Regions from separate parts of the Mus musculus genome. Here regions 1, 3 and 4 are each linked to region 2. Evidence: chromatin contacts called from public HiChIP or PLAC-seq and promoter capture Hi-C data. All regions are on one chromosome and are shown on one strand. The core of a region is the stretch at or near the end of the contact, and the rest is flanking DNA. Distances in the headings are between cores, read along the strand shown. Region 1 holds the start of AW011738 (expressed sequence AW011738). Region 2 holds the start of Dffb (DNA fragmentation factor, beta subunit). Region 3 holds the start of Sdf4 (stromal cell derived factor 4). Region 4 overlaps Dnajc11 (DnaJ heat shock protein family (Hsp40) member C11).

Region 1 (7,014 bases), core at 294-2,793, 2.2 Mb after region 2:
GTTTTTTTTTTGTTTGTTTGTTTTTTGTTTTTTGAGACAGGGTTTCTCTGTATAGCCCTGGTTGTCCTTCTGGCTGTAACTCACACTGTAGACCAGGCTGGCCTCAAACTCAGAAATCTGCCTGCCTCTGCCTCCCAAGAGCTGGAATTAAAGGTATGTGCCACCACTGCCTGGCTTAGATTTTTTTTTTTAAGGTTTAGTTTTAATTATGTGGATACAGTGTATTTGGGGGGGGGGGATTGTGTATATGTGAGTGCAGGAAATTAGAAATTTAGAAGAAGGAACTGAATATATAAATTTTCTTTCTTTCTTTATTTTGCTTATATGCATGCATATGTGTGCTTATACATGTCAGAGATTAATGTTGAATGTTTTCTTCAATCACTTTCCACATAGCCATCTTTCCAGCCCAATATTTAAAGAAAATTAAAGAAGTAGGACCACCAGTAGGGTGTCTAGCCCCTCCTGTGGTCTCAGGCCACCTCCATTGAATGGAGGCAGCTGCCAGGCTACGCTGTGCTTAGTAACCTGAGTACAAAATGTCTGTATGTATAGCAGTGTAACTCAGAATGAAAACAATAGCAACCATTAAAATAATAATGGCCCTGTTTTTCTTATTTTCCTTTGGAAAAAAAATTTGGTGTGTGTGTGTGTGTGTTTTGAGACAGGGTCTCACTATGTAACCCTGGCTGTGCTGGGACTTACTCTGTAGACCAGGCAGGCCTCGAACTCACGGAGCTCTTTCTGTCTCTGCCTCTTGAATGCTACATTAAAGGCACGTGCGGCTGTGCCTCACTTGCCCTAAGTTTTTGAGTTCTTCTTGGCTGAACTTAGCGGTGGGGTAATTCAGGATACATCACTGGCACCATGACATCATCCCATCTGGTTTCTGTCACCACTGATATCCTTATCCTTACACTGCACGAAGTCGTCCTTCCGCTGCCCTGTGATATCAGTTGATGTCACTTATCAGGTGACCAGGACCAGTTGACCCCTCTCTAGTCTCGGTGTCTGGTGTTGGTTCATCTTTCTACCCAAGCTTGTTCCCAGACCTCTGTGTTAGTTTCAGGCTCCTTGCTGGAAACAACGCTGCCCATGAGCAAATGCTGTTCGGCTGAGGAGACAAGTGGCTGTCTTGATCCTGCTCGGGTCTTGGGTAGGGCTGTGTGAGGAGCCTCAGTGGGTCCTGACTTCACAGTCCTGAGGATTTGCTTTCTAGTTTTTGGAGAAATATCCTTCTGGATTTCCTACCAGGTGCTCATGACTTGCCTCCCATACCCTCTGGTGCTTCTTCTCCAAAACTAAGTGAGCCAGGAGCCCCCGCCCCGCCCACTCTAACCCGAGACCTCTCGGATGCAACGTCGTCGGGTTCACTTTCGTAGCCGGAGATCGGCTACGCGTAACAACCGGAGAGGGCGGGCGGCAGGCCGGGCTGGAGGCTGGCTCTTCATTGGCTGGGAGGAGTGTGGGAACTGAAGTCGAGAAGGATTCACAGCCCCGCCGCTCCCCCCCCCCCCCCCCCGTCCGCCGTATTTAAGCGCTCAGAGCTCGGCCTCCGGGTTCGGTGTCGCAGGCGCTCGCCCACGCGGTGCGCACCGGGGCGCCAGGTACAGCGTGGAAAGCCGGGCGAGCGTCTCAGCCCTCGCTAGCTGGACCTGGACCCCAGACCAGTGGGCAACGCTGCCAAAACCCGCAAAGTCGAGCGAGGGACAACGGAACACCGGATTCAAGCGCGGCTCTACCTAAAAGTCCTGGAAGCTGGAGAAGGGGCGGCGAGCGCGCGTCAGTGCAAGCCTGGCTCTGCTCCCGACCGTCACTGCGACCGCGGGCGCAGGAAGGATGTGAGTGGAGGCCGGGGCGAAGCCCGGTTCCCAGGCCTTCTGTGGCCCTCACTCAGAGCCCACGATTCAGAGGGAAGGGTAACTCTCTGCCTTGCCACCCGTCCTGCGTTCCCGCCTCCACGGCTCCCAAGCTCACAAAACCGAGGACAGCTGACATCCTGGAGATGAGCGTAAAAGACATCTGCAGCGCCTACACGGCCCGGTGACAGCTGGGGTCACTGCGTGGAGGTGAGCTGTGTGCGGGACAGGGACAGATTCCCGCGCTTGCAGCTCCCTAACCCTAATCCTAACCCTGAGAGCTCAGCAAGATGGCTTTGCCGAGCCTGAGACCCTGGGCAAGTTCTGGGCTCTTTCAGAAAGTGTCTCACCGAGACGATCTGCTTCCTGGCAGGATGTGAGGGGGTCGCCTGCCTGTCCCAGCTGGAACCAGGAGCCGGCCCGCCTCCCGCCTTCGTGGTGCATTTGCAGAAGTTTGACTCCAGTACCTCCTCCCACTCGAGAACCGGGTCTCTGGGCCCGAGCTGAACCTGGAGGTTGTGGCCGCGGTGAAGTGTGGCTTGTCTTACGACTGCAGGCTTGCACCAGAGAATGCGTATTTACAGTCGCACGGCGCATTTGTTTGGTTTTAAACCATATGGTTCAGTAGCACCGCTTCCTAGCTCTGGCATCCCTGACCCAGATCGTTTCCCAAGCCCTTCTTCTAGTCGGGGATATACGGATGGGGATGTGTCCCCTCACACTCCAGGGTTGGCTTTGCTTTGCTTAGTGTTGGAGTCTGCAACTACCCTGGGATATAATATGGACCCCAATAGGGGGCAACCAAGAAGGTGACAGTCACCAAGCTGTCTCGGTGCAGTAAGGTGATTGGGGAGAAGTATGGGAAGGGGGGGGTTCCTGATTTAAAAAAATAACTGTGTGTGTGTGTGTGTGTGTGTGTGTGTGTGTGATTGTGATGTATGCATGTGCTACTATGTATCCATGGGCAAACAGCAAGACTTCTGCCAGGAGTGGGGTGGGGTTGTAACCATGGTGGGACGGGGTTGTGGTGGTGAGGGTGATCCATGCCTTTAATCCCAGTGCTCTCAGGAGGGAGAGGCAGGCAAATCTCTGAGTTTGGGGACAGCTTGGTCTACAGATCAAGTTCCAGGACAACTAGCGCCACACAGGAAACCCTGTCTCAAAAACCAAACCAAAACAACCAAAGAAATCTCTCATTGAGCTGAAAGGTGAGCTCTCAGAATTTGTCAATGTCTGTCCCCTATTCCTTGTGCTGGAGTTCCAGGCAGGACAGTCATGTCTAGCTTTTTACATGGGTTTAAACCCAGTCCTCCATGCTTGTAGAACAAGTGCTCTTACCCCCTGAGCCATCTCCTTAGCCCTGGTACTACTGGGCATGGTGGCACATGCCTGTAATCTGTGCTTGGAAAGTAGAAGCAGGTGAATCACTGTGAGTTTGAGGTCAGCCTAGTCTATATAGTGAGTTTCAGATCAGTGAGTTCCAGGCCAGCCAGGGATGCACAGGGAAACCCTGTCTTTAAAAGAAATAATAATAAATTTCATACTCTTCTCCAGACCCTGAAAGGTGATCTGTGTTGATTTGTGCTGCACTTAGGGGAGAGCTGACCTTGTCTGCCATGAAACCTAAATTTTCGCTATTTGCATTCTGCTTATTCTCATGGTTCAACATAAAGATAGCAGCTTCTAGCCAAGTTGAGCTTCCCTTTCCCAACTCCAGTTCCCTTCCTGCAACACAGGCAGGGATTCCTGCAGGACAGGCTGGCAAGGACACATCATCCCTAGACAGAGTATACAGAGTGTCTGTTGTTAACTGTATGGAAGCGTCATCTGCCAATAAAAACGCTTACGGCCAATGAGTTGAGGCAGAAAGTAAGAGGTGGGACATCTGGCAGAGATGAGAATCTGGGAATTCGTCAGGAACAAGAGAGATTTTCATCAGAATGCTGAGGAGATGGAGGTAAAAGACAAGGAGAGGAACCAGCCATGCAGATGAATTCAGGTTAGAATAAAAGGGATAACTGAGTTACGAGTTAGCAGGAAGGAGCCAAAGCTTGTAGGGCAGGCATTTATTAATAAATAAGTCTCGGAGTCACTATTTCTGGGAATTAAGTAGTTGGGAGGCAAAACTCAACATTCGAGAGAGACTCATGAGGAGTCAAAGACCTGATGCACATCCGGTGGGAGAAGATTGGAGTTTCTTTCTGCATTATCGTGATCACTGGCATCTGGATGCTATTGAAAATATCAGGCACAAAGGCTAGGACATTCATACTCCACAAAGTCACCATTATGCTGTTTATGCCTCTTGATCCTCGAGTTGCTCGTGAGTGAGTGCTATGATTTCCTTGTGTGAGATGTGAAGCCCGTAGAGTATCTTGTGAGTGGTCTGGAAGCTGCACCCAAGCCACCATGAAGTAAAGCAAGTAACTAAAACAGGTTGATCTACCACCTCGTTCAATAGGCCATCCCTGGAGAGTCTTGAAACACGCTGTACATGCCGGGGAGAAATCTGGAGAAGTCTTTGCTAAACTTGTCATCCCTGCTTTTCCCACTGCTTTTAATCTTCCTGGATTTCCAGGAGCTGGAGCAATTGATCCTGAACAATACGTGCCATGTGGGATACATGTTGTAACCTTCAGACCTGAGGCAGGGAGGACATTGGTACTAAGGAACGAACTGGAGGATATTCTTAGCAGGAGAGTCTGTGTGGGAGGTGGGGAACTGCTCACTGCAGAAGGGTATTCAAGGAAAGGGGAGGTACTTATATCTAGACTTCACCTTCAGGAGGTGGGGGGAAAAGGTGTGGCCTAGGGAAGAAGTGTCAACTGAGAGCACTAGAAGTGGGTCATATTGGCCCTGTAGTAACAACTTTGGAATTTCGGTTTCCTTTTTTTTTTTTTTTTTTTTTTTGATTTTTTTTCGAGACAGGGTTTCTCTGTGTAGCCCTGGCTGTCCTGGAACTCACTCTGTAGACCAGGCTGGCCTCGAACTCAGAAATCCACCTGCCTCTGCCTCCCGAGTGCTGGGATTAAAGGCGTGCGCCACCAAGCCCGGCGGAATTTCGGTTTTCTTAAAAAACACAGAAATAGGCCCGGAGAGATGGCTCAGCAGTTAAGAGCACTGATTGCTCTTCCAGAGGTCCTGAGTTCAATTCCGAGCAACCACATGGTGGCTCACAACCATCTGTAATGGGCATCCGATGCTGTCTTCTGGTGGGTCTGAAGACAGCGATAGTATACCCACATAGATGAAATAGATAAACAAATCTTTTCAAAAAGCCCCACAGAAATAGTATAATAATATGTTTTTGTTTTACTCTCTGGTGTGGGGCTGCTTCACAGCAGCTGACTATGACTTGCCTTGTGCTCTAGTAGAGGCATGATTTTGCCAGCTGCAGATAGTTTCTGTGGTTGTGTGGCATTTGGAATTCTGGAGAATTTCAGATGGTATATAAATGCTAGGGCCCTGAGTGGCAGGGTAGATTGTTTGTTGGTTGTTGTTGGTCATTGTTGGTTGAGGTTTGTTAAGTAGTTGTGCACAAAAAAGCAATTATATATCCTGCCGGTAAAGATCAAACTTGCCCTAAGGAACTCAATGCCCCTAATTAGCAGGAAGTAGTTTAACCATAACATAACCCCTTTACAACCCCTAACTTTATTCAGAGAGCGCTTTCCTTTCCTCTATATCCTTTTTTCTCTCTTATCTAGTCTTAGGGCGTTAAAAGGTGGAAGAAAGAAGAACCCATAAAGTAGTCAAGGCCAGCTACAGGACCTCTTCCAGAAGAAGGGCGTTCTGGAAAGAACAGTAATTCTCTTAAGCAAACCCCAGCCTACCTCCCATACTTCTTGTGTTCTGTAGTTTATTCTGGGCACCCTTACCAAAGGGATCAGCTGATGCTGGGGGTGGTTACAAGAGGCCTCTAGACCTTAGCACAACTGATGGCATGATGGAAGTAACCATTCGGGCCATGAAACTCAGCACACAGCACCACCTACCCAAATAAAAACAAAGACCTAGTCCATCAAGGCATATAGTTGTTGGAAAGTCCCTAAATCTACTAACCTTAATTTTGGGCTTCTGTAATTCTGCTTCTGTCTGAGATGTTTCAACCCAGGATTTGCGCTCACACACACACACACTTAAAAATTCAATCTGAGCTGGGCAGTGGTGGCACACGCCTTTAATCCCAGCACTTGGGAGGCAGACGCAGGTGGATTTCTGAGTTCAAGGCCAATCTGGTCTACAAAGTGAGTTCCAGCACAGCCAGGGCTATACAGAGAAACCCTGTCTTGAAAAAAAACAAAAACAAAAAATTCAATCTGTGCTGGGCAGTGGTGGTGCATGCCTTTAATCCCAGCACTTGGGAGACAGAGGCAGGTGAATTTCTGAGTTTGAGGCCAGCCTGGTCTACAGAGTGAGTTCTAGGACAGCCAGGGCTATACAGAGAAACCCTGTCTTGAAAAACAAAACAAAACAAACAAACAAAAAACCCCAACAATTCAATCGGAGAAAGGCTTGGGAGTGCAATGGGGCCCTGAACATCCAGTGTAGCAACTGGCCAGCTAATAAAGACTTTCTAGTGGCTTGAACCCATTGCTTAGTAGTCTTCTCTCATGGATTCATTACAGCAACAAAGGGGCAACTCATTCCTTTCATCCCAGGACTGACTTCTACAGAAAATAGACCGGACCAGAAACCACCTGTCAATACCAATGACGGAGTCCAAGCTGAAGCCACACCAGGTCTCCCTGTCTGAGAAACTCTCGAGTAACTACTGTCAGCAGAGCCACTCTTTGATAGCTCCCGCCAGGAACTGTGAGATCATAAATGTTTTTCATTTCCAGTGGCTTAGTTTTTGTTATGTAGCAATGAAGATAATTTCTATATAATCTACTAAGAAAGTGTAAAGAGCAGAAGCTGTAAACACTATTTTAATCCCGGAAGGTTACAGGCCTAAGATCACCTAGAGGCCATGGGGTGTGAAAGAAGTCAGAGGGTTTGACTCTGGGAGCAGCTCCTTTGAGATAACTAGAGAATAAAGTTGAAGGGACCACTTAATCGATAGAGCATTAGACTCTTAGGATCATGGGTTCGGTGGTGGGAGGATGAGCACTTTCTGTGTAGTTACCGCAGCGATATAACACTTAGTTGGTGG
Region 2 (6,458 bases), core at 100-2,599:
TACAGAGCATGGAAAGAGCAAGGCCGGTTAGCTATGTGGTTGGAGCTCAGTTTCAATAAAGACAGTGAAAAGCTACACAGCGGGAGATATTTGAAAACCACACTATCTTACATCGAAGTCATAACCAAGATATTCTGGAGGGGGGGGGGGCTAAATATTTAAACAGCTTTATAAATCCGACTAAGAAACACAAAAAACGCGAAGAATCGCTTCTCTGAAGAGTGCCTTCAAGTGGTAAATAGGAAGATAATACCCAATCCCATTAGCCACCAGGGAAATTCGGATTAAGACTACAATGATCTGTCATCACACCTACCTAGAATAGCCTGAATGAAAACCATGATACCTGAGAGCATTTCAGCACACTGGTCGAAGTACAGCCCGGAGCAACAGTGAATGGAACCAAGACCTGCCCTGCCCTGCCCTGCCCTGCCCTGCCCTGCCCTGCCCTGCCCTGCCCTGCCCTGCCCAGCCCAGCCCAGCCCAACCCAGCACAGCACAGCACAGCACAGCACACCACAGCACAGCACAGCACAGCACACCACAGCACAGCACAGCACACCACAGCACAGCACAGCACAGCACAGCACAGCACAGCACAGCACACCACAGCACAGCACAGCACACCACAGCACAGCACAGCACAGCACAGCAGCACCGACCCCAGTCTCAATCCTTCCCTTGCCCTTGGCAGTTTCAAAATTAAAATCAAAGTTCTTCAGCAAAAGCTTTTGGCATTCAGAGCCTTTAACCAGATCTTCTGGGTTCCTGCCCGGGCCCCTCGACGAGGCTTTAAACCGTGTAGGTCCCTCCCATCTCCAAAGTGTTCCTACTCACAGCCATGCCAGGTCTCGCCAGCGGTGAGCAATAGGAGCTCAGCGTCGTTGGGAAGGCCCGGGAAGCAGTCGTCCGTCACCTCCGTGCCATCTTCGTACAGGCACAGCCGGGAACCGGGCATCGGGAGCTGGAGGACAAGAAGATCAGCTTGTCCCACAACAGTCTTGGCTTCCAGACAGCCAGCTCTGCGTACTGTAGAAGCCTAGCGCCTGTCCAAGCCCACCCAAGAGGATGGAAATCGTAGGGGTGGAAGCCAAGGTGCCCGCCGCGCAGTGCTTGCCCGGAATGCAAGACCCACCTGGAAGCGGACGCAGCCCTTACGCAGCAGCTCCTGGCAGCTCCGGGCCGCCACGCCGAACTTGCAGGCGCTATGTAGGGCTCGCAACTTGACGCATTTGGGTTGGCGGAGCACCGCGCACATTGCAGGGCTGCGGTACCGTAGCGACACTGGACTTGTAACGTTCCTGCCCGGAACTGTGGTGCGTAGACGCGGCCCGGAACTCTTTTCTCTACGTAGGTAGGTGCAACCGGAAACGTCCGACTGCAGGACCTGTCCCCAGCCAGAATCCTCGAGGCCTGGATGCGCACGCAGGCGCCGGCGGGCGGACGCGCAGGCGTACCGCGCGGGCCGGCCTGGTTGCTATGGGAGCGCAGCTGCGGCCCGGGCCCTGGGCAGAGGCAGCCCGGGCTGCTCCTCTGCTGCCCTCCTCAGAGGCCCGGGGTGGGGGCGGCTGGACCGAGACCCCTCCGAAGATAGCGGAGGCCGACATCGCAGCGGCCCCGCCTGGTCGTTTCCGCGGCGCTCTGTGACCCTGCGTGGCCTCGGTCTTCGGCAGGCACCCGGGGCGGAGGCTCCCTGACACCTGGCCTTGGAGGGACTGCGCGGCCAGTGCCTGTTCCAGGCCTCCCTGCAGCGCATCTCAGCCTTCGTGTCCGGAATCGGATTCGAGCCCCGCCTTGTCCTCGTCTGCATGCGTTACTGAACAGGAGCAGTTGCCACGAGACTAAAGACTGTAGCTCTGGCTCCGGGTAGGCTACACTTCGATCCGTGTCGTTTGGGGGTTTTGTTTGTTCGCTGGGTTTGGTTTGTTGTGCTTTTTAAGCGTTAAGATTCTCTAAAGCACTCTCAGTCCTTAAAATTACTTGGCCCCAGATCATTACTTAATATTGTAACATTTACGTTTTCTTGAAAAGAAAACTGGAAACACTTTTCATATCCTTGTAACAAAATGTTTGGAAGTTGCTACATTGAGTTCGGGTTTCTGGTTGGAAAGATGACAGGGTAAGTTCATAACCAAAAATAGAAGAGTTGGGGCTTAGTTTATAAGCAATGCTAGGGTAAATGTCAATTGACACTGCTGGCTGTGGCTGCCCTAGTGGCAGCTGGAACACCAGCCGCCTGTGGTAACCAGCTAGTAACACAGCATTGCACAGATCCAGATCTGTGGTGGGCTTTGTGAGGCGGGAAGGAACAGGAGGTGGAAGGGCTCCAGTGAGTGCATCGGCTGAAAATGTACATTTTGTAGATGTCCTTATTGAGGCCCCAGTGTTTTGGCCACGCTGCCCCCACAGCCCTCCTGCAGGGATCTTCAGTACCCGTACTTTGTTTTAGTTTTATTGGGCATACACTTGTATCTGCTGTTAACATTCTGTTCTATGCACCACAGAGACGAGGTAGACAGACCTGATTTTTGTTTGTTTGTTTGTTTGCTTGCTTGTTTTTTGGTTTTTGTTTTTTTTTTTTTTTTTTTGAGACTGTCTCACTGTGTAGCCCTAGAACTACTACATATAGACCATACTGACCTCAAACTCCGAGATCCTCCAAGTTCTGGGATCAAAGGCATGCACTACCACACCTGACACGGGCTCTTGAAGACACAGGGTCTGGTCAAGGCACTGGAGAAGTTCGTTAGATTTGACTATTCTCTAGAATTCAAGTCATAACCGGGCATAGTGTCACATACCTTTAATCCTAGTACTTGGGATGCAGAGGCAGGAGAATCTCTGTGAGTTTGAGGCCAGTCTAGACTACATAACAAGTTCTAGGCCAGTCAGGCCTAAATAAGAGACTCTGTCCCAAAAATAAAAACAAACAAAAAAAAAATCCAAGACAAGAATGGAGACTGGGGAAACAAGGTGTCCGGTCATAATTAGCACTTCTACTCCTACAATGGGGCTGCCTAGGGTTTTAAAATTAAGACCTGGAGAGGGGTGATCAAAGTTGGATTTAAAGAATGTTTGTCTTGACAGGAGCATAGGTTGAACGGGCAGTTGTACCCATCTGGAATAGAGATAAGGAAGAAGGGTGGAATCCAGTAATCCTTCATACCGTGCTGCCCTCTTGTGCTAAAGGGGAGGATGGTGGTTGAGGGAGATCAGCTCGGGGTTCAGAACCTGTGTGAACTAGGAGTGTAGCCTCACAGATTAAAGGAGAAGCATGCCAAGTCACCCAGCTATGCTTATCACTGCTCTCCGCTATTTTCTGGGTCAGTCTCCTCTACTCTGCTGCCGTTACAGCCACAGGGAACTCATGTAGCATCTTTAACAGTGACTTGCCATTCTAACTCTTAATAATTTAATACATACATACCCCAAAACACCAGCAAATGCCAGACAGGCATTGATTCTTGGGATGGTCCTTTTCAAATCCAGTGGAAGAGAAAGATCTAGATTACACATCAAGTGTGTTCACATGAGCCGGATTTCCTGTGGGATAGTTTGGATGTCAGAGTCTATAGAGTATTTCAATGTTGTATCTTATTCCAAGAAACTTCCAATGGACTTCTTTGTTCCGTGTTAGGAGCAGTGGTTTTTCTTCTGATGGTTTACTTCAGCATCTTGCTTAGCAAGTGTTTGATTGGCTTGGTAACTAAGAAGTAACCAAGGGGCCATAAGCACTTTGGGCTCTCAGTATGATCACATCTGAGGACCTGTGTGTTGCTGCTCTCTGTCAGTGCTGCCGCCCAAAGTTAGCTCCACTTGGGCAGGCCCTCCACTGCTGTTGGCCTCGGCAGCTCTGGATTCCAGTGCTAGGAGCCTCTGTGGGGAGAAATCTCCTTTGCTGTGGTCTCTAGATAGTCCTGAGGTTGAGTTTCTTCTGGGCAACACATACGTATGTTCCCATTCATAAACCTCACTGTGTAGGGGTATGGGATTCATGGACTGTCCAAGCCTAGGAAAGCTTGCCCCAGCAGGCCCCAGCCAGGGTTGGAGGGAAGTACAGAGTTGCCATAGCCAAGCTCACTCTATTGTTTTTCAACATGGAGAGCAGGGGGCAGTAAAGCAGACATCACAGCACCACAACCTCCAGATGAGAGGGGTGAGCTAGGATCACAGCATCACATCCTCCAGATGACAAGGGTGAGAGGTAGGATACAGGGCCATTCCCTGAAAAGTCACAGTGAAAGAATTTTTCAGCCGGTTGTTCTTCCTCAAGCTCCCTCAAGCTTGGCCATATCTCTCCTCAGCTTGGCAACTTAGCTTGCAGCAGTCTCTGCGTTAGAATAAGCAGTGTTTGCCTTCCCTCACTAGGACTGGGGGGGGGGGGGAGGAGAGGCTGTCCCTGCTGCCTGCCCCATGCCCCCACTAAGGGCCAGAGCCCATCCTTGCCCAGCTTGATTTTCCAGATCCAGGGGGGAAATGACAACTACTTGTGCCATTCTGGAAGGGGAGGGGAGGTGACCCAGCAAGATGCTCTATTGGGCTTCTCTGGGTGGTTTTCCACATACTGTAGGGATCTGGGAGCCTGCAAATGATCCTGGTCCAGCTAGTTCTTGAATTAAATTTGGAAATGTCCAGAGTCAGGCTCTCGGCCCAGCTGTGCTCCCTTCTGCCCTGGTGCGTCTGTATACATACACTGTCTTCCCTAGGGCTGCAGGTCGGCACGACCGCTAAGGCTCCTCCCTGTGCATCACTAGGTGTTATTGGGGGGTTGTTTGGTGTGTGTGCAAGTGTGTGCGTGTATGTGCACATGAGTGTTTCTGGAGTGTATGTGTGCGTACATGTGTCTTCTGTACAATAGGCAAGCACTATTCCTCAGTGATACCCATCCCCAGATCCTTCTCCTTTCTTAAAAGTACAGCAGCCACATTGTATCCCCCGATAGTGTATGCAGGGACTCCCATTAGGGCATAATCACGTGCAGCAAAGGCAGGGTCGTCAGTAAGGATGTGATTCAGCTCGCAGCACAGGTCAGACTTTCAGGGAAATCACAGTAGCTTCAGTGGTGCATTTAGTTGAATGAGAACATCCATTTCAAAGGTTCTGTAGACACACCAGCCCTTTCCGAGGGCTGGGCGATTCTGAGGACTTTGTGGCTTACCTTGTATGACATGAACTAACACTACTTCTAACCCTGGGTTGGATTCGTTCACAGAGCTCTTCCCTGCTCTTCTGGACAGCCAGTGTGTGCAGAATGCCCCACAAGATTGGATTTGTAGTGGTCAGCTCCTCTGGACATGAAGATGGCTTCAGTGCCCGAGAACTAATGATCCACGCACCAACCGTCAGTGGGTGGAGATCACCAAAGTAAGGCTGGGCTGAGGGGTGGGCATGAGAGCGCATCTCTGAGTGAATACATGGTGGGCTTTACACCTCCTGGTCCAAAAACATGAAATGCATGTCTAGACAGCTATATGGTATATTTCAGTGAAAACTAAATTAAATCATTAAAATTAAAGTACATTTTTTCTCTTGGAGTTTCTGAGAGGACCCAGTAAGCAGCACCCCTCCCTCTGTGCCTGAGCTGAGGGACGGGAGACGTAAAGCAGATCTGTTAGAAGGGCATCGCTGGGGCTGTGGGCGCTGAGCTTCTTGGCACTCTGCCCTGGCACGCTGTCCTCTACACCTACCAACACAGGTGCCACCCGGCAAGCTAGGCCAGGCCTGTGCCCCCAGCCACACCCACTTCCTCCCAAGCTCCCCGGTTCAGTGGTCCCCTGCTTCCCTTAAGCTTCGAAAGGTGGAGCTTCCACTCTATCTTTTGCATTTCCCTCCGCAGAAATCTCCAACGTTGGCTATGTCTGCCCTAGGATTTCATGAAGGTTCTTTAAGAGACACACAGGGCTTCCTGTGTAGTGGTATTTATGCCAATCACACTAGCATGGTACTTTCACCATTGGCATATTTCTTTAAGGTCATAACTATATTCATTTTAGTAACGTGCTTCTAGGGGATACCAGAGGAAAGGGTATGTCTCCTTAAATGAACTGTCACCAATATGGACAAGGTGCTGTCAGCATAAGCTACAGAAAGCATGCTCAGGGTCCGGGCACAGGGATGGGCACAGGTGGCACTTAGAGGATGAGGTAAGTTCCTGGCATGTGTTTCTAAGAGCCTTTGGATCCAGAGTTAGTCTCCAGAGTATGAGACTCCAATAGAGCATGGTGTGTGCTGGTGGTGAGCGCCTGCATACCAGTCTCAGTTTCCAGGTGATTTTGTACATTTATTGTGTGTCTGTCCATGCATGTGTCAACTGCATGTGTGTCATGTGTGTGGAGCTCCGAAGCCAACTTGTGGGACTCAGTTCTTATCACCCTGTGGATCCCAGGGATCAAACTGTGGTTGGCAGCAGGCACCTTCCCCCACCGAGATTTTCACAGGCAGTCTGTCAGTGTATCTGA
Region 3 (6,997 bases), core at 1,757-4,256, 2.0 Mb after region 2:
TTTTAAACATTAAAAGGGGATATGTACTACTGTTAAAGTTTGTGTGGTTGGGGTGCTATGCTAGGTAGCAAATATTATTTCCTTAAGAGAGACTCTAGGAAGCCTCAACACAGGTTTGGATCTCTGAAACTTTGCTGAGACACCAGGAATCTGAAGGTCTTTGTGGAAGCTTGTATGGAACATAGTTTAAAAACCATGTTGTGTAACTCAAAGGCCTTCTTGTGTGATTTGAAATAATGCTCGAGTTTGCCACTAGGCAGCTTTGACAAGAGCTACACCTCAGAAGCAAATCCACTGGCAGCCCACCCTGCAGTCCAGAATAGGCCTTGATATGCTAATGAACTAACCTTAAGGTGGCACTGATATGGCCGTGAACCCAAGGAAATGAGAACCCTGGGGATGGCCTGTCAATCGATCATACTGTCAATGTTCCTGTGACAAGGCTTCCATACCCTCCCATGTTGATACCTAAGGGACTTGAGACTCTCTTGGTGGCCCTGGCCTCAGTCACCCCGGAACTTCAGGTGCTGTTACTCCGCCCACTTAAGCCCGCCATTGACTGGCCACATGCTTACACTCTCAAGGACCTCCTTGGAGTCGGCCACAATTGATAACTGAAGGCCTTGACGGTGGGTGGTGGCTGAGAAGTATTCTGAAATGTATTCCCAGAGATCACACGGTGGAACCTGCTTGGTGAGACAGCTGCTTAACTTTTATATTAGCCCGATACTGTAAAGACTGTTGGTGTGAATAAACCACTTTGAAAGACAAACTTTGTGTGGACATTCTGATCCCAAGTGCCTTACAGTCCATACGCTCACACACCCTGAAAAGCTTTAAAAGTCATGTCTGTTCAGAAACAAACACACACACAAAAAGACTGATTTATGTGTAAACCTGAAAGAGAAATGGATAGTTTAAATATTCTTCTATGCTTTAAACACACCCAGAAGTGGGGTTGGCCACTTAGGCTGTTGACAGATTAATCCACAGATACAAAATCTGACACAAGTATTTTCCTTTAGTTAAAAATAAATTAAGACGTGCACTCCCAACTTAAAAAAATTTAAGGGTTTCTCTGCATAGTCCTGGCTATCCTGGACTCACTCTGTAGACCAGGCTGGCCTTGAACCCAGAGATTTGCCTGCCTCTGTAAATTCTTATCTATGCAAGCATACAATATTTATAAATAGGTCTAAGCAAACTGCATTATATTTATCAACCTCTATCCACTGAGACAAAAATTCTAACCTAGTTGACTTGAAAATCAAGTCAAACCTCATACTTGTCCATGACAAAAGATAAAAAACGGGAGACACAACAGAATGGAACTCTGTCTGAACAATACAAAGACAACTTTGACAAGTAACATTTTGAGATGAATTCAACACAGTCTGCAGGTGAGGCTGTGCAGAACAATCAAGATGGGCAGTGAGCTGCAGAGTTTGCAGAATGAGGGCACTCTAAACTCATCAAGTGAGGAGGCCCTTCCCTCACACTCCAGATGGCTGATAGGTGGCATTACATGGTCAGTGTGTGTGCATGTGTGTGTGTGTGTGCGCGCGCGTGCGCGCGCACGCGCTCAGATGCAATCTCCACATTCATAACCAGATGTCCTTGGGTAGGCCTTACACCAGACCACTAATGGCACCCTCAGTGGACTAGACATTGTTAGCTGTCTCTGGCCATCAGTCCCAAGGTCTCAACAGCAATTGGATAAACCAAGCTCAGCCCAGATCATTTATCAGATTGTTCAGGATGCTTGGCCTGTGTCAGGAGAGACCCCGGCACCTGCAGTGACATCAGGGAACGCCCTCCTTGCGCTGGCAGCACTGGGAGGGTGGAGCTGACCAGTCATAGACATAGGAAAGGCGCAACTGCACCTCATGCTTGCACAACCGGCCCTCATGCAGCAACATCTGTTGCTTCTCCAACATGTCCTCTGGGCTTTGCTTGTGTGTCACCAGATACTGATTGTTGCAGCCTCGAGATTTGTACTCCGTGTCGAAGCGTGGGTCGTGCTCCCGTTGCACATCCACTGGTGCCAGCCAGGTGCCCAGCGATACGTCTTCACTGTGCCACGCGCGCAGGTACTCGCGGCTGAGGCGCAGGTAATGCACCAGGTCCGCAGAAAGGACATAGCCACCGCCCAACGCGTAGGGCAGGTAGTAGTCGCAGAGTTGCCAGGCTGCTTCTCGCCAGCGACCTCCCGGCTTGACGCGCCCGCGCCCGGAAAAGAAGCCCCAGTAGAGGCGCCGGCGGCGTGCGGGCTCCCGTGCGCGTAGGTCCACCAGGATAGCGTCCAGGCGCGCAAAGGAGTCGTCGTCCGCCTTGAGCACGAACTCGAAGTCCACGCGCTCATCCAGCCAGGTCAGCATGGCCAGGACCTTGGCCGTGAGGTTCTCGTAGGCGTCGCGCAGGGCGGGCAGCAGCAGCAGGTCCCCGTGCTGCGCCTGCTCGAGCTCAAGAGCGCGCCGCTCCTCCGAGCCTAAGCCGCCAGTGCCCACGGCGAAGCGCGCCCACACGTCCTCGGGTCCGCCACGCCTCTCCGGTGCCAGCCACGTGCTGCGCACTGCGGTGCGGCGCTCGACCGCGCGGGGCGCACTGGCCACCAGCACCGCCAGGAAGGCCTTAGCGCGGGGCCGAGCGGCTCCGGAAGCGGAGGGCGTCTCGCCCTCGGAAGCGCAGCGCGCCAGGTACAACAGAGTGGTGCCGCAGAACGCCAGGCCGCCTAGGCCCAGCGCCACCCGGTGCCGCCAAGCGCGCCGGAATACCTTCATGCTGCGGGCGAGAGGCCGCCGAGGAGCGCAGGCGCGGACGCTGGAAGGCGCCTGCGCGACTCGGACGCTGGAAGGCGCCTGCGCGACTCGGAGGCTGGAAGGCGCCTGCGCGACTCGGAGGCTGGAAGGCGCCTGCGCGACTCGGAGACTGGAAGGCGCCTGCGCGACTCGACTCGGAGACTGGAAGGCGCCTGCGCGACTCGACTCGGAGACTGGAAGGCGCCTGCGCGACTCGGAGACTGGAAGGCTCGGAGGCTGGAAGGCGCCTGCGCGACTCGGACGCTGGAAGGCGCCTGCGCGACTCGGACGCTGGAAGGCGCCTGCGCGACTCGACTCGGACGCTGGAAGGCGCCTGCGCGACTCGGAGACTGGCGCGGCCGGTTAGGCCTGGTAACGTGGGAGGAGCCCCGAGGCGCACCGTGGCTGGGGGTTTCGACTCCCCGGAGCTGATATCCAGGGCGGCTTTGAAGGATAGGGCTGGGCCCAGAATGATTGACACGTGACCCCGCGCGCCATTCCTATTGGTTGCTTCGCAGAGGCTGCTTCCGCCCATAAGAAAGATGGCGGCTTCGAGATTCGTACCGGAGGCCGGGTGTTTTTTTCCCCACCGTTCCCGGTTGTCTTATTCGCCCCTTCCCGGAAGAAAGATGGCGGCGGCCTGAGCCGAGTTCTGCGTAAGACTTGGCGGGCGCCCAGACCCGGCGCATCAGAAGCCGGGGTGAGTGAGGGGTCCCTGCAGTCGCCGTGCGAGGGGCGGGCTTGGGAGGCCATTCGGGTAGCGTTCGAATCGCGCCAGGTCTGAGCCGGCTCGACCCCGCGGGCCGCCCTCTTCCTCGGCTGCTGCTTCCGGAACTCACTGCCGCGGGGGATCTGAGGCTCGGGGCTCTGTTACCGGCTGGCGTTGTGACCTCAACTTGTGGTCCAGCAGCATCTCTGCCTCGGTTTCCCCTTTGGTAAAACGTGCGCCATGAGTTCTAGTAGTGTGAGCTGGAAATGGAAGGCCTGGGTAAAACCTTCCTGCCCAGCCCGGGTTGGTGGGCGTTCTTCTCCGGTACTGTTCGGCGTAGTTCTTAAACCGACATTGCTTTTACTTACTGTTGTTGTTGTTGACGTTTTTCGAGACGAGCGAGCTTTCTCCGTGTAGCTCGGGCTGTGCTGGAGCTCACTCTGTAGACCAGAGTGGCTGCACTGGAACTCAGAGATCGCCTGCCTTTGCCTCCTTAGTGCTAGAATTAAAGGCTTTTTCTTTTCTTTTACTTAACTTTTTTTTTTTTCTTCCTGCCAGGCTTTATTTCTTTACATTCCTATTTTTGTGTTGCTGGAGGAGATCGAATCCAGCACCGTAAATGCTGGGCAAAGGCTCTACTACTGGGCTAAATCATCAGTCCACTACCAGCTTTTGGGCTGTTTTACACTGTTGGTTTTTAGACTTTGGTGGTCTTTTTTTTTTTCCCTTTCCTCTTTTGTTGTTGTTAGCGATAGGTTCCAGACAGGGTTTCATGTAGCCTGCCTGAACTTACTATGTAGCTGAGGCTGGCCTTGAACTATTGAGTCTACTGCCTGTAACTCGAAGCAAGCCTAGTCAGTCTGCTTGGCAAGTTCCTGGCCAACCAAGGCTTCATTGTGAGACCCTGTCTCAAAACAAAACAAAAAAGCAAAAGAAACAAAATATATAGTTTGATTTCATCAGAATTATAATGTAAGGATGGCAAAGAAGTACAGATATTCCCCCAGCCACCCTGTGTATTCCTGAAACCTAGGTGGAACTAAGTCCTGAGTAGACTGTTATAGGTACAGCAAATTTTAATTTAGAAATTAGGCCCAGGTAGAGATTAACAAATGATCATAAAACAGTTGTGACTTTGACAAATAGAATGCCATCTGACTTCGATTGATGGCAAATCAAGGGGTATCATTGTCACCTCCACTACAGGTGTCACTAGCATTCCTTTTTACTACTGGTTGGAAACTGATATGTGTAGAAGCTATGACAAGATGAAACTCCTGAGTTTCATGCCTGTTTTCTTCTCCTTGTATTCTTACACCCGTCTCCTCATCATTCCGGGGCAAATCCTTGAGCATTTCCCAGAATTCTCTCTACCCCTGCCAGATGTCCCACCTCCTATTCTCTGCCTTAGCTCATTAACCATAGGCTTTTTTATTGACAGGTGATGCTTATAATAGATTCTCTACAGCAAAGGTCAGATGCCTTAACCAAGGTCACAGAGCTCTGTGGTCAAGCTGGGGTCTGGAGAATGAGTGACCGCAGCCGTCCAATACACACTGGAATAGTGATTAGGGAGGAATGGAGTCAGGTTTACGTTGTTGTGTTGTTGGTGTGTGGGGTTAGGGTACAGGAAGTGCTGCAACTTTAGCCTGGCCAAGTACATTTCTCCAGTTTCTTTTTTAAAAAGTAAAAACATCATTTGTTGTTTTCCTTTTTCACTTTTTCTTCTTCATTCCCCCCCCCCCCCCCCCCCCGGTAGTGCTGGGATCAGCCCTAGGACTTGAGCACACCAGACAAGTGTTTCACCCCTGCCTGAGCTATATATATATAATATATATATATATATATCCCTAGCCCCTTGTGTGTGGATCTTGTTTGGAGATAGGATCTTACTGTTTATCCATGGCTGGCTTGGAGCTCACAGTGTGGACCAGACTGGCCTTGAACTCAGAGATCCACCCATGTCCACCTCCTGTGTGCTGGGATTAAAGTTGAATGTCACCATATCCTGCTGGAATATATGGTTGGTCCTGATTATTAAATCATGTTATGAAATAAATATATTTAGTGAAGCATTTGCTTCCACTTAACTGTGGTGGTCTGTCTTTTTTTTTTTTTTTTTTTTTTTTCTCTCCCTGAGACAATACTTCTCTGTGTAGCCCTGGTTATCACCCAAGTGCTGGGATTAAAGGTTGATAGTGAGAATTTGGAATTTTGGTTGCTTTAAAAATCACAAATATTATAAGGGTGTGCTTCCATTTTAATCCCAGGCATAAAGATGTGGGGCTGCTCTGGACTCTCCATGGCAGCTGACTGTGATTTGCCTTGCGCTGTAGCAGAGGCGTGGTTTTGCCAGCTATAGAAAATGTTCTGCGATTGATTGACATTTGGAATTCTGGGAACTTTTCAGAGGATATATAAATGCTAGGGCACCTAGAGGTGTGATTGGTGGGTGTTCAGGGAGGTTGGTTATGGTTTGCTAGTAGTCATTCTCAAAGAAGAAACAAGAGAAAAAAATTAGATGCAGAGATCTCTCTTTCTCCCCCCTCTATCCTTCTTCTCTCCTATCTAGTGATAGGGGATGAAACCAGAGACAGATAAAGGATGGGAAAAAGAAGAACCCACAAAGTAGCAAAGACTGGCTACAAAGGAATGTGCCATCACCCCTGGCCTGGTCTGTCTGTCTTTGTAGACTGTCAGGTTGTGGAGCCAGCCATCAGCCTTCAGCTTTCCTGGCAGTGCTAGTAACCCAGAGACTTTGTAGTATCCAGGGCTCTAGTTTGAGCTGTGATTTCCCTTTCTTCCTTGCTACCTCTTACTCCAGCTCTCGGTTCACACCTTGCAGGAGTCCCATGGTCTGGCTGGTGGCAATGACGCCCAGGCAGAGTTCCCTCTGTGGTCTAGCTGCTCATGGCCTCTGGTTCTTGGGCCTTGTCCTTCTGATGGATGCAACCGCTAGACCTGCCAACCACTCATCTACTCGGGAAAGAGCGGCTAACAGGGAGGAAAATGAGATCATGCCCCCAGACCACCTGAATGGGGTGAAGCTGGAGATGGATGGACACCTCAACAAGGACTTCCATCAGGAGGTTTTCCTGGGAAAGGACATGGATGGGTTTGATGAAGACTCAGAGCCACGGAGAAGCCGGAGGAAGCTGATGGTCATCTTTTCCAAGTAAGTGTCTCCTGTGTCCTCTGCAAATGCATGCTAAGGCATCCAGAACACAGATATTTACATTGCGATTCATAACGTAGCAAATTTACAGTTATGAAGTAGCAATGAAAAGAATGTTACGGTTGGGGGTCACCACAACATGAGGAACTCTGTATTAAAGGGTTACAGCACTAGGAAGGGTGAATTTGAAAGGACTTGGAGGGCCTAAGCTGGGCTGCTTAGCTATGCCTCCGCCATCATAGCCAGGAAGGCCTCAAGGTAGACTTCTGCCCCTGCCCCACCTCTTAAGGACTTTGTGTATGGCTGTTCCAACTA
Region 4 (7,005 bases), core at 2,957-5,456, 2.0 Mb before region 2:
AGGGTCTCAGGTTGTGTGAGCCGGTGCGACTCCTGTCTGTCCAGAAAGCTCCCCACGTGGCCATGACCCAAAGCAGCCCTGCCTCGCTCACAGGCCTCTGTGCATCCCTCCCTGTGCTTACAGAGCTCGGCTGTCTCTGAGGATGGACGTGGGTCTCGTTTTTGACCCTGTTATGTGGAAGTTACATAGAGATTATTGTTTCCTAGTACTGATAGAAACCAGCAAGGTTAGGAAGGCTCGTTGTGTTCAGACATGAAGACATGGCATACACTGTAGCTGTCTTCAGACACACCAGAAGGGGGCATCAGGTCCCATTACAGATGGCTGTGAGCCACCATGTGGGTGCTAGGAATTGAACTCAAGACCTCTGGAAGAGCAGTCAGTGCTCTTAACCACTGAGTCATCTCTCCAGCCCTGTTTTTGTTTTTTGAGACAGGATCTCTTTGTGTAGCCCTGGCTGTCCTGGAATGGAACTCACTCTGTAGGCCATGCTGGCCTTCAAATCACAGATAAAATACTCTGCCTCCAGCTGGGAATAAAGGCATCAACCGCCTTTTTTCTTTTTTTTTGAAATTCTGTTATGGGACTGAGCAGATGGCTCAATGGTAAAGGTATTTTGCGACCAATTCTGACAACCTTAGTTTGACTTCCAGGGTCCATGAGATAGAGTTCATTCACAAAAGTTGTCTTCTGACTTTCACATGTCACACACGTGTTCATGCGTGCCCCACCCCCACCCCAAGTTGATTGCTTAGATTCCAGGGCAGAGCCCAGCCATCAGGATGAGGCTGCTGTGGCTTCAGTCTGTGCTGTGGATGCGGTCTTGGAGTCATAAAGGCAGCCGACCTTGGCGACCAGATGGGACAGGAGGAAACCCTTGGCGCCCATGTTTGTTGTGCTCAGTGGCAGAGGGTAGGCTAGAGAGGATCCCATGCAGAATGAAAATGTGGCTGTAGTGTGAGGAGTTGATCCAGCCCTGGGGCTTGTTGCAGTAAAGAACTGGCTGCATTGCCTTTAGGCCTCAGATCCTTGCAGGAGTGGCAGGCTGCAGTGGGCCGAGGCTCTTCCCGGGCTGACACATTCCTAGCTGTTCCTTCCAACGATTGTAAAGCCTACGTGGTCCTGGCTGTCAGATACTGAATGGGTCTGTGGCTGTTCATCACCACCAGAGCTGCCTGTCCACTTAGCATTTGTGCTGTCATACAACACCACGACAGGGCACCTCAGAGAAACAAGAGCTAGTTGAGGTTTGTGGTTTAGAGGGATAAGAGTCCACAGAGGATGGCAACATTGACTGGGCAGTGGTGGCGCATGCCTTTAATCCCAGCACTTGGTAGGCAGAGGCAGGCGGATTTCTGAGTTCAAGGACAGCAAGGGCTACACAGAGAAACCCTGTCTCGAAAGAAAGGATGGCAACATTGGCAGTGAGGGAGAGGTAGACATGACCAGAGCAGGAAGCCAAGAGGACGAACCGCAGGTGTTGGGAGACTTTAAATCCCTCCAACCAGGCTGGACACCTGAGCCTCCTCAGTCAGTGCTGCTAGCTGGGGACCGAGTCACCACATTGCCTTTTGGGAGGCTTTCAGTTAATAAAGAGTCACTGTTGAAATTGTAAGGATCTGTCTCAAAGAGATAACCATTAATGAGAAAGTGAAGACTGCTACAAGTCTGTCAGCTGTGGTTTCTCTCAGGAAGGAGCAGTGGTGGCTAGCGAAGGGAAAAGAAGCAGGAGACCATGCACATGGCTGTGAATGGAGCTCTCTCTTGGCTGGGTGCACTTGGCACATTCTCCTGAGTGGCTTGGCTGAATAAACAGAAACCTGGGTGGAGCCCCATAGGCTAGTTATCACCAGCCTCAAGGGGGATTGGGGAGGGTAGTGCTAATCTCCTTACTGCGGGGTGGATCTTCAGCCCATACACACCCAGTGTTACAGAGGTCTGAGTCAAGGATCTCGCTCTGCCAGCTGCATGGCAGCTCAGCTTCCAGGAGTCCTTCCTGCTGTGGGAGGGCTGGCTACCTGTCACCTGGTTCTCTGGTGGCCATTGTGTCTACAGCATGTCAGCAAACTGCACCCCATTCTGTAGTGTGCAGCCTAGAGCTAAGAGTGGCGCTTTCCTTTTGAGTTTTGTAAAATTCAAAAGAAGAATGTTTTGATGTTGGGCATGCTGGTGCACGCCTTTCCCAGCATTCAGGAGGCAGAAGCAGGCAGAAATCTGTGAGTTTGAGGCTACCCAGGTCTATAGAGTGCCAGGGCTACACAGAGAAATCCTATCTCCAAAAAAAAAAAAAAATTAAAATTAAATTAAATTAAAAAAAAAAAATATATATATATATATATATATATATATATATACATACAGATAAAGTCAGCCATGAACGGTTGCCTAGAGCTCAGCAACACACAAGCCCGCTCCAGAGCTGAGTACCCAGGTGTGCTCTCTCCTCTTTAAGTGTGACGGCTTCATGATGGAAAGCTGGGTATCAGAAAGACAGAATGCAAGGTTATTGGTTTGATTTTAGGGACAGAAGGATAGCCACAAGTTCAAGGTCGGCCTAGATTAATTGTGCTTTTCGGGCCATCTAGGGCTCCTTTCAAACAAACAAAATTACCAAAACTGTGACCAGTTGTGCTGGCACACACCTTTAATTCCAGCACTAGGGAGGTAGAGACAGGTGGAGTTTGAGGCCAGCCAGAGCTATATAGAACCAAGTCTGTGGCTTAAAAATGGTGGTAGAGGTTAAAAAGATTTTGTTCTTTGTAAATGCCTTTTTGCTTTTACAAAAGTATGCTTTAGGGTACACACACTTAGCCTGAAGCTTCAGCAGACATCTGACCACTCGGTCGGGTGTCCAGTGGTCCATATTTGCTTTAGTCGTGTATGCTGGAGCCTGTCAGAACTCAGTGTAACTTTGCTCCTCTCAAACCTGTGACTTGTCATAAGAAAACCTACGGTGTTGGAAGTGAATAGTTGCTGCTAAGCTGCAGCCTGTGGGCACGTGGGGAGAAACCCTCCTACTCTGGTATTGCAGCACACTGTCTGCCAAGTGTATTTCCTGAAGACTAAAGAGCATCTGGGCCCTCGGGAATGAAAAGACACCTCAGTCAACTCAGGGTGACCTGAGTAGCCATTTCCAGGACAGTTAATTCATCAGTCGGGTTGTCACCGTGCTCAGCTTTGTCCTCGGCTCGTGTCACCTCTCCAGTTTATTGTTTCCCATAGATTTGGGTCAGCGCCACGGCTGTTGAGTCTGAAGTTACCAGTTGGAGTTCTTAGTTATTGTGCCTTAAGAGCAGCAGGGCAGCTGAAAGTGACGACTGCAGCGCAGTTCTAGGTTTCTAATGGCTACTCTCCCTCTGCTGAATCATCACTTGGTTGTCAGTGTGGAGTTCGTGTCTGTGCTTTTGTTTATAAAAGGTCTTGCTTATAGCCTGGGCTGACCTGGAAATCATGATCTTCTTGTCTCATTGTCCCGATTGCTAGGATTTCAGGCCTGTACCATCATGCCTTGCTGAGTATATACTATTTGAAAGCTTTCAGACCCAGATGTGGTGCTGCGATTAAAGTCATGTCCACAACAGTTGGCCTGCACCTGTGGTGGTAGAATTGTTGAAAAGGAATCTAGAGCCCTATACATCCAGACTCTACAAGCGAACTATATCCTCAGCCTGCCACAATTTGAATTGTTCTCATCATTTCTGGGGTTGACTAGACTCCACTGGCTAGCACTGGGCTGACACCTCCCTGCAGGTGTAGTCAGATGGTGTCTGGGTCTTACCACTCACGTATGTTGAAGAAAGCTTGGTTGGTTGGTTGGTTTCTTTTTGAGCAAGGGTACCTAGGTAGATCAGGTTGGCCTTGAACTCGGTTTGTAACTCATACTAGTCTGGAACTTACTACAATTCTCCTGCCTTAGCTTCCCAAGAGCTAGCTAGTATTTCAGCATTCAAACAAGCCCAGAATTGGTAATGGCTTCTGCATGCAAGCCTCTGTTCACCTGGGATAGCCTGGTGTAGCCGCCAGAGTTGGGTATGACCTGGCATCTTCTCCTTTCAGCTCTGAGCCAGCTTGGAATTCCTCTCAGCATGTGAGTTCTTGGGTACTCACCTTGATTTGCATATCTAGGCTCCCCCAAACAGCACTGTCCCCAGATGAAGCAGTTTCTTATGCCTGACCAGCAGTGGTCACACCCACGCCTCCACCCTGCTTTTCCTTCCTTCTTTTTAAATTGTGGTTATGCACGTGTTGTGGGGGGTGGGGGGCAGGAGGTTAATATTAATCATGGTGGTGTAATTCCAGCTCTTGAGAAGTAAGGCAAGAGAATTAGAAGCTCAAAGCCAGCCTCATCCACATAGCAAATTCAAAGCCTTTATGGTTACATAAAACTCTTTGTCTCCAAAATAATTTTTCCGTTTAAAATGTCTTCATGTTAGAGTATGGAGGTGTTGTTCGTGGGCATTGTCTTTGCCTCCATTCAGAACAGTCTTTGGTGATTTTAAGGCAAATTGTATTTATGATCTATTGGATGTGTCATCAAGTGTAGACACTAACCCTGTGGGCTAACCCGGTCCACTCCAGAATGAAATACAAGTTTTAACTAGTTGCAAGTGCCAATTGTACCTTACAGACTCTCCCTTGTCCTAAATTGACATGCCAAAAGGCTATCAGTAGCATTCAAGATCTCTTTCAAACCATCAGAGAACATGTGTGGTTCTAGTTTTCCCTCATAAACTGGTGTGTCTTGGAATATTCCTTTGTTTTCAGTGACTGCAAATCCCTTGGTGTTTCAAGACTGACCAGCTCTTAGAGCTGAGCGAGTGGTGCACACACCTCTGATCCCAAAGACCAAAAGGGGCTTGACCAGGAACTCTAGGCCAGCCTGAGCAATACAGTGAGACACACAGACACAGACAGACAGACAGACAGACAGACACACACACACACCCCGCCTCAGCAGGGTTGGGGACATGTCACTCTAATGTGGGCACTTGGAAAGCAGGAACAGAGGAGGGTTTATCTAAGTTTAAGACTGTCCTGGATTGTGCGAGTAGCAAGAAGACCCTGTTTCAAAAGAAGAAAACCTAAAAAATAATAAATGACAATTTAAGAAGGAAGTCTGAGCCAGGCTTACAGCTCTGCTGTATAGTCCTCAGTGCTCAGGGGGTCAGAGTTCAAGGCCAACCGGAACAACTTAGATCTTGTCTCCAGCCATGACTGGAGTTATTGAGGTAGCTGAGTGGTGGAGCGCTTGCCTCGCATGTGCCAGGAAGGAGGGAGAGCAAAGACTTGTAAGTATAGATTTCTGAGAAGATGAAATGCATTAATATGTTAATAATTTTTAATGATTTTAATACTGTCTGAAGAATGTGTCATGACAGCAACCCGTCACCAAGCAGCAGACGCCGTAGAGTTCTCAGGAGCTGCCAGCGCAGCTGCTGCCTTTATTTGTGTTTTATGGCATGTGAGGTGAGAGATTGTCAGAAAAATACCAAATTAAAGAAAAAGACGGATTGAAGTGGAAACTTCTGGCTTCTTTGGAAAGTCAGTTTTGTCAGATGATGTTTTGCTGGGACACACAAGTGACAGGATGTTTTGCTGAAACGGACATATGAAAGGACACATGATGGTTAGAAAGAATATAAATACGACCCCACAGCAGTGGGAGCGCCAGGTCGGGTCACTTTGCTTCGCCTCTCTGTTCTTCGCTGACAGCACACATGTATTGGTTCGCCTTACATTGAGTTGTTGAGCTGCACTTGTGGTGACTTCATAGAGAGAAACTCATCAAAGAACTTCTCATGAGGTTCCTGGGGCTGGTTGGCAAGCCTCATGGTTTCTTCTGGATTGAACTGCCTTGCTGACTGTGTGTGGTGACTGCCGAGTGGACTGGACTGAGCACAGTGAAGCTTGGAATCACACCAAATAACTGTCATGTGACAGGAGGCTCGGGAGAGACCCTGCCTTAAAGGAGCAGGTCGAGAGAAGCAGGACACTTGATGCCCTCCTCTGGCTTCTTCACGTGCGTGTGTACATGGGCACAGGGGACTCAGTAAAGTCAGAAGACATTGACGGGAGAGGATGGGGAGCCTTGCTGGGCTTCAGCTCCCCACACGTTAGGTGGAAGACACAGGATAGGTTCCCTAAAGGAGGTGAGTGTAACCTGTTAGGGCCGCTCTGCCATCTTCTGTAAATACATTTTTGTTTGGAGGGCTGTGGTGCATCTGTGTGAAAGTCAGGATCACTTGCTCTGCTCAGCCCTTCCTTCCCTTCCATCATGGATTCTGGAGATTGAACGCAGGCTGTCAGGCTTGGCAGCGGTAAGAACCTTCGCCGGCTCCTGGCTCCCGGCTCCAGGCTCCAGGCTCCAATCTGGAATCCTAACTCAAAGCTGCTGTTGCTGGTGGCAATACTTCATGGAAAGTCTTGGCTCATGGGTAGGCCAACAAGGTGAAGATGGTGTGGTCCCAGACAACCCTCTGAGACCCTTTCTGCCGTTTCCTACTCCTGTGTGAGTCTTATCGCTGTAATGAACTCCCAGTAGAGTTGACTTAACAAACACAAAGTATCTTAGCTGCTTATGTTGGCCTGTGCCTGTAATCCTGGCATTCAAGGAGCAGAAGCGTTGCCACAAGTTTAGGACCAGCTAGTTTGAGGTTTGTTTTTTTTTTTTTTTTTTTTTTTGGTTTTTCGAGACAGGGTTTCTCTGTACAGTCCTGGCTGTCCTGGAACTCACTTTGTAGACCAGGTTGGCCTCGAACTCAGAAATCCGCCTGCCTCTGCCTCCCAAGTGCTGGGATTAAAGGCGTGTGCCACCACGCCCGGCTTTACTTTTTTTTTAAATTATTTTTTAAAGATTTATTTGTTTATTATATATAAGTACACTGTAGCTGTCTTCAGACACACCAGAAGAGGGCGTCAGATCTCATTACACATGGTTGTGAGCCACCATGTGGTTGCTGGGATTTGAACTCATAACCTCTGGAAGAGCAGTCCGTGCTCTTAACC

What was found. Promoter capture Hi-C pulls out the DNA fragments that hold promoters and counts their contacts. HiChIP or PLAC-seq counts read pairs in DNA pulled down with a chosen protein or histone mark.
Region 1: a contact with region 2 is called in a promoter capture Hi-C map of hematopoietic stem and progenitor cells, with 2.5 times the contacts expected there. The contact joins the promoter of AW011738 here to the promoter of Dffb in region 2. A contact is called at or near these places in 3 of 39 promoter capture datasets (the C10 cell line, hematopoietic stem and progenitor cells and pre-B cells).
Region 3: a contact with region 2 is called in a promoter capture Hi-C map of erythroid cells, with 4 times the contacts expected there. The contact joins the promoter of Sdf4 here to the promoter of Dffb in region 2. A contact is called at or near these places in 2 of 39 promoter capture datasets (erythroid cells and pre-B cells).
Region 4: a contact with region 2 is called in an H3K27ac HiChIP or PLAC-seq map of acute myeloid leukemia, with 7 times the contacts expected there. The contact joins the enhancer-like site here to the promoter of Dffb in region 2. A contact is called at or near these places in 3 of 39 promoter capture datasets (the C10 cell line and liver), 1 of 15 datasets of contacts at CTCF or cohesin (large pre-B cells), 2 of 115 datasets of contacts at active chromatin or transcription factors (acute myeloid leukemia and large pre-B cells) and 1 of 9 other capture datasets (liver).

Annotation. Positions count from the first base shown.
Region 1 is chr4:156,201,741-156,208,754 of GRCm38.p6, forward strand. It overlaps AW011738 (expressed sequence AW011738), which reads left to right and starts at 1,544. Exons shown (of 1, transcript NR_030671.1): 1 at 1,544-4,288. It also overlaps a transcript of Perm1 not described here.
Region 2 is chr4:153,973,732-153,980,189 of GRCm38.p6, forward strand. It overlaps Dffb (DNA fragmentation factor, beta subunit), which reads right to left and starts at 1,350. Exons shown (of 7, transcript NM_007859.4): 1 at 1,136-1,350; 2 at 838-964. The coding sequence starts at 1,258. It overlaps Cep104 (centrosomal protein 104), which reads left to right and starts at 1,830. Exons shown (of 22, transcript NM_177673.2): 1 at 1,830-1,866; 2 at 5,213-5,364. The coding sequence starts at 5,252.
Region 3 is chr4:155,989,837-155,996,833 of GRCm38.p6, forward strand. Sdf4 (stromal cell derived factor 4) reads left to right here and starts at 3,007. Exons shown (of 7, transcript NM_011341.5): 1 at 3,007-3,498; 2 at 6,353-6,682. The coding sequence starts at 6,360. It overlaps B3galt6 (UDP-Gal:betaGal beta 1,3-galactosyltransferase, polypeptide 6), which reads right to left and starts at 2,842. Exons shown (of 1, transcript NM_080445.4): 1 at 1-2,842. The coding sequence starts at 2,780. The coding sequence ends at 1,803.
Region 4 is chr4:151,958,830-151,965,834 of GRCm38.p6, forward strand. The region is part of intron 4 of Dnajc11 (DnaJ heat shock protein family (Hsp40) member C11); the gene reads left to right. Among named protein-coding and RNA genes, the nearest start is that of Thap3, 27 kb to the right of the region's middle. Within about 2 kb of position 4,207, at least 25 of the 459 cell types and tissues checked have an H3K27ac peak or open chromatin away from gene starts, as enhancers often do. A contact at or near this core is called in acute myeloid leukemia, where this site is marked.